2 separate regions of the Triticum aestivum genome follow, and region 1 is linked to region 2. The links are chromatin contacts, called in public Hi-C maps. All regions are on one chromosome and are shown on one strand. Each heading gives the region's core, a stretch centred on a gene start, on an enhancer-like site or on the middle of the called end of the contact. The rest is flanking DNA. Distances are from core to core; before and after follow the strand shown.

Region 1 (2,958 bases), core at 24-2,523, 290 kb after region 2:
ACGAGGAACTCGCGACTTTGCAGTGTGATCAAGTCCTCCCATCGATCTGTTTCCTTTTCGCGTTGCAGGTAAAAACGTACGTACGTACGCAGTACTTGCGATCTCGCCCTGTAAATGTTGGACTTGTGATGTGACGAAGAAGGCGTCCTTGGATGGCCATAGAATTTCGTTGCAAACGACCGGCGCTCGTGCCTCGATTAATATCGCCGCCGGACGGACGGGCCACAGGACATTCTCTGTCAAATAAACTCAGGATCAAGTACTCGCACCTACTAGTATTTTTTCTCTCTCTCTTCTAGTAGCACAGTTTTCTCTTAGCAATTGAACAGTTCCTAGTTTTCTTAAAAATCGTACTAGTATACACGACGGCTCAAACAATTCACGGGCACTTTTACTTATCTTGGGTCCAAATACTTGCACAGGGCTAGTGCAGCCCCACATTGTCCCGGTTGAAGCGTATTTGGCCCTTTTTACTCGAGTGCGGTTCGACGAAATCGTTGCTTTCAGTAAAGAAAACGAATCTTCATGGATCTCGAAGCAAATGAGTGAGCTGAGGCGACGATCGACAACAAACCTTAAGGCCTAGCCACTTATTATTATTGTTATCCATAGACTACACCAGTAAGCGCACCCACCTAGGTTCATGGAAACGCGAGAGCCCGATAGAAAATGTATCCGCTTATTGTAATGCACGACCTCCTATTGACCATAACGCAATCAATTTTTTTATGATAAAAGAATGCTGCCTTGATTCTTTCCATGGAACATACAATACTACACAAACACCACAACTAAATGCTTCAATAAAAAACCTGGAGTATAAACAAAGAAGGCCGGCCAAATGGAAGCTACTTATCCATTTATTGATTTCTTGCATTTTAATGAACACGAAAAAAATCGGAAACAATTAAATGGGGACTTCTTTATCATAGTATTTGTATTTTAATGAGAACACAAAAGAAGTCGTCAACACAGGAATGGAAACAAGCAGTCAGACCTGTGTTGGTGGTGCGAGACCACTAATCTGCAGGGGCAGTTGGGTAACTTCGCCACCCCGAACTGAAGTCGTGGAGCGGAGGGCGCAGCCGCCCGCATCCAACGGTCCAAACCGGAGCCTCCAATCCACAGACAGCTCACGCGCACCCCGCCTCTCCGTCCCCGCAGTATCCACGAGAGTGCCAGCGTCCGGCCGGCGCAGTCCGGCGCTGCCCGCAGGGGCACATCAGTAATTCGCTTTTCTCCGCTCTAAATATTTTCGCCGGCGGCCTAAGTAACGGATCAAGAGCAAAGGGGAAAAAGACACGAGAGGCATGGTAGAGGCAGGGGACGGAGGTTTGAAATTGTGAGGGAGAAGCGAAACAAAAGCCCCGAGGGGAGCGGGGGGAGAGAGGGAGATAGCGAGAGAGCGGAGTAATTGCGTTTTTTGTTGGGGTTTTCCTCCTGATTCGGGAGTGGGAGGAGAGTGGGGGGAGAAATCATCCTGTCTCTCCGGTGCTGCTCGCTTTTGATGCGTTTCTTGGCCGATTTCTGCTGCCGCTGCCGCTGCTAGTGCCTTGATTCGGAGCAGGCTTTGCTTTGGTTTCGGGTTTTTTCGCCTTTCCTTTCGCCAGAGGTCGCCGGCTTTTGCCGCTGCCCAGGCTTCTTGGCCGCGTCGTCCCCTCCTCCCTTGAAAAATCGCGGGGAGTCTGGGTTCTTTTCCACCCCCCGTCCCTCGGTGCGGCACCGCCAAAATCTGTCCTTGGCGCCTGAGATTGGCGCTGTTTTCGGGGCAGGGAGCGTGAGATTTCGAGAGTTTTCTTGGGGGGATTTCGAGGTCTCCTGGTGCCTGGTCGCGTAATTCGGGGTTTGGGTGGGTGTCGCTTTCGGGCCCTTCCCGAGCCAGGGGGGTTCATGCGCCTGGAGTTGGCGCTGATTTGATGAGAAATGGAGAAGTCCCTGGCCTCCACGGCGCTCTGCTGTAAGATTTGGCGTATTGCCGTGTGAGCCCTTGCGTGCGCTCACTGGTTTGGTCCGGTGGCCTGTTGATTTCTCGGCGGTGATGCTCTCTGCAGCCGCCGTGATGGCGCCAGTCCCGGCCGCTCCCAAGAGCTCCCTCGAGGCCTTGCTCGAGACCATAAAGAAGCGCGACGAGCGGCCCAAGGATGAGCCGCCGGCATTGCCGGCCCGCCCGACGTGCCGTGGCCGGCTGCCCAGGGCAAGACGGTCGCCGACGCCTCCTAGGGTTCATCTTGAGGATGGAGTGGCAGAGGGTGCTGCAGCGGATACTGACGAGAAGCCGGAAGCTGTAGCGGATACTGACAAGAAGCCGGAAGCTGTGAATGAGAATAAGCCAGAGATGGAGAAGGAGAATACGCCAGAGGTCAAGAAGGAGATTGGTGGGCAGGAGGCCAAGGAGGGGAAGGCTGTAAATGGTCGCATCTTTGGGGCCAAGAGAAAGCTATGCAGTGTGGAACCAGTGGACGAGTCTCCATATGTTGAGAATCTCCACGAGGAGAGGAAGGATGCAACGGCCTGTAAGGAGCCCCCCTCTCCTTATTTTTCCTCAGCAAGAGCAAAGAGAAATGGGAAGCCAGTGTTTACTGATTCCATGGACTATGTCCTCCAGAAGGTGAGAGTCTCGTTCATTGTGAAATTCATGAGATTTATCCTATTATCATGTGAACAAGGTAACAGACAATTTGTTTCAACAAGTTCACTTTGTCTCTATAGCATAGACTTAGGCTGAATACTTTCTCTGATATGATGGCAAAACGCGCTCAGCATTCAACACCAAGAAATGTAAATCAAATTACCACTCGCATATGTTTATTTGTATGCTGAATTTATAGACATATTTACTCACAACTCCCTTCTGTATCTACAAAAGAATTTATTGTTTTTTCTATAAGTATCCAGAACTTCTTATCCTGCACCATTTAGAACTAGATGAAGCCAGTGTTTTTTAATGCTCGTTCACGG
Region 2 (3,021 bases), core at 73-2,572:
GCGAAGGAGGCAGGCTGAGGAGTTGAGAAGAATGCATGGCCACGCAGAGCAGCAGAAAACCAACAAAATATGCTGCCGCGTTTATTTTTCTATTTGGAGAGAAGGAATTTGCAGTATGGGCAGATACAGATGCGTATACAGATTTGGATTGCGAAGCTTACCTTTGAGCGCGAGCAGCGTCGCATCCCAGCAAATGGTTAAGCTTGCCATCACAGGATCAACTCCTCAGGAATCACGATTATTTCAGTGATCAAGATAATCCAGTTCTTTCGGGAAAGGCCAAATTGGCGTTACAGACCACAATTCCGCTCACAAAAGAAACGCCAGGTTGGCATTACAGACCACAACTCCGCTCACTAAAATTATCAAGGGAAGTACAAAGAGTGTATATATACATAGCAGAGTTGGGCAGAGTACAACAGCAGAAACCAAGAGGAACAAAAAGAAAACAGAGCATCCGAAACAGACAGAGTGCCAGAAACCTAGCAGAAACAGAGTATCTCCCGAGCAGAGTACGGCCGCATGAATAGTCCAGTGATTGATTGCAAAAGAAAAAAAAAACAGAGGATTGGGCAGTGATGCGATACGCACATAGGTGTTGAGCTGCCTGACGAAGCTGGAGAAGTTGTTGTGCTTGAAGTTGTGCGGGAGCACGTCACGGGCGAAGGTGGAAGGGTTCCACACGACGAAGCTGTTGCCGGCGGGGCCCCAGGAGATGACCCCGTCCAGCTGTGGCTCGCTGACGAGGTTGTACGTCTTGGACAGGAACGGCGGCAGCTGCGGCCCCTGCAGCAGCGCCTCGAGGGGCCGCGGCGGCTCGCAGGGCACCACCAGCGCGGGCGGCGGCGGGACCAGGTGATGGTCCAGCGCGGCGTAGTGGCCCGCAGGCGAGGGCTGCTGCTGCAGCATCATCTCGAGCTTGGGCTCGGGCAGCAGCGCGGCGTCCATGGAGGCGGAGGCGATGACTGCGGCGGGCGTGGTGTTGGTGCCGGTGTGCGTGTGGTCCATGCGCCGCGCGCTGGCGGATGGCCGGAATGGGCGGTGCGGGGCGAGGCGGGGCGGCGCGGCGCGGCGTTTATAGGCTTCGGTCCGGGTGAAACCGACATACTGTTGACGGCGACGGGCACGCCGCGTTGCAGCTGCAGTTGCAGAAGCGGATAGGGCGTGCCGTGCCCCTGCGTGACGTTTGACCGCCGCTCCGGGCCCCAGTCGGCAGGCGCGGGGACACTTGGCGGCGGGGCGGATCGCGGCGGCTCTGGCCCACGCAGGGCAAGGCGGTGCCGGAAATATCTGCGATTCTGGGGGTGGAAAGGAAAGTGCAGCCCAGCAGAGGCCAGGCGGGAGCTTTTTGCTTGGTGGTGAAGAAAGCAGCAGATATTTTACCTCTCTTCTCCCGTCACGTGGCGGAGGGGAGTGACGTGGTGGAGTGGGCGGGCGATGAGCTGGTGATGGCGCGAGAGCGGGCTGTGTGCGGATGCTCGGTCGATTCAGGTTGATGATATGGGGCGATTTGATAATTTGCCATTCCTTACTTTTTCCTTTCAACAGCTGCACTGGAGAAAGATGTTAGACCCGACAAAGCTTCTCGATCTCTTGTGTCTTTATAAGCAGACTAGTAAATATGCCCGTGCGTTGCTACGGGCATTGTCCGAACCATGAATCACATGCCCGTGTGTTGCAACACTTACAAAACAAATAAGAGTTCGTATTTGTTAGTTTATCTGTCGTTGTGCACTACTCAGTTATAGCTCGCAGTCCATCTGCTTGTCTCATCTTAGATTCTATTCGGTCTGAAATTATTGGCCAATGCTACTATCAACATGCAACGCTAATCTTTTTTAAGGAAAATGACACTATTTAAATATGTGTAACTGGCCTATAAAGTTTCACCAGATACAGACTACAAAATGAAAAATATAACTTATCAATCAAGCTGATTAATCCTGACAAATATATGCAACTTCCATAGACTATACAAGAATTGATCAAATTTTATTATTGGATTTGGATCAAAATAAACTACATTGGTTTCCCTAAAAGAAACAAACTTCCTTCAAAGTGCAGAATTACCATGAAAGATAAGATGTGATCATGCACTATGTGAGTCTTTGTCGTGAGTCATTAGAGTTGGCTACACTTGCAGGATAAGAGCTACTCCCTCCGTTCCAAAATAGATGACCCAACTTTGTACTAAAGCTAGTATAAAGTTGGGTCATCTATTTTGGAACGGAGGGAGTAGAAAATACCATGAAATGGCAGCAGATAGTAGTATGACAAGCATGGCTCAGTTGGTTGTAGGTTGTTAAGCCAAAGTAATTTATTTTCTCCATAATTGTATCCATTATTTTTTGTCATCTTATCAACAAAAATTAAAGCAACTTTCCTGGTTCCAAGGTAACTCGTAATGAAGAATCGAGGAAGGTGCACAACCAATCTCTCCACTGCAGGCTCACGACCATGTATATTGAAAGCAAACATATGCCAGTACGCTTCGCAAGAAGAAAAATACATTAATAATTACATTACCAAAACTATTATATGAAAACTACCCATCGATTATCCAGCTTAACAGTACCCTTGTTCCTCACATAGTAACCCAAATCACGTCTATGATATATAGGAAAGCCTCTATCATCAACCGACGTCTGCTCATTAAAATCTTTGGGAAATCTTTTGGAACACAATCCATCTTTCATACATGCACACTTTACTTTGTAGTCTCCACATGGACCGTGAACCATAAATTAATCCATAAGAGCATAACCCAGGGCTCAACCAAACGATCAGGTATCTCAGCCGAAATCAAACCATCTATGAAGGAGGCCGAAGGCTCATGATTGTTCCATATAAGCCGAATTGAAGTATGAGTATGAGGCAAGCCTCTATTCTGGAACTCCATCATGTATAAACTTGGATAACCGCAAAATAGAGGAAGAGAAATAGATGGACAAAGTTAGATTATATAAATGAAAAGATTAAAACAAAGCAGGATAAAATCAGTATGTAAATAACTTACATGCT

Evidence for each region. Hi-C and Micro-C count contacts between places; a contact is called where the count stands out from the background.
Region 1: a contact with region 2 is called in a Hi-C map of leaf, with 2.6 times the contacts expected there. The contact joins the promoter of LOC543045 here to the promoter of LOC123188258 in region 2. A contact is called at or near these places in 2 of 5 Hi-C or Micro-C datasets (both in leaf).

What each region holds. Positions count from the first base shown.
Region 1 is chr2A:186,753,913-186,756,870 of IWGSC CS RefSeq v2.1, forward strand. LOC543045 (myosin-3) reads left to right here and starts at 1,274. Exons shown (of 24, transcript XM_044600310.1): 1 at 1,274-2,608. The coding sequence starts at 2,039.
Region 2 is chr2A:186,464,717-186,467,737 of IWGSC CS RefSeq v2.1, forward strand. It overlaps LOC123188258 (heat stress transcription factor A-3), which reads right to left and starts at 1,323. Exons shown (of 2, transcript XM_044600308.1): 1 at 592-1,323. The coding sequence starts at 1,008. LOC123188259 (a long non-coding RNA gene) reads right to left here. Exons shown (of 2, transcript XR_006494459.1): 2 at 2,436-3,021.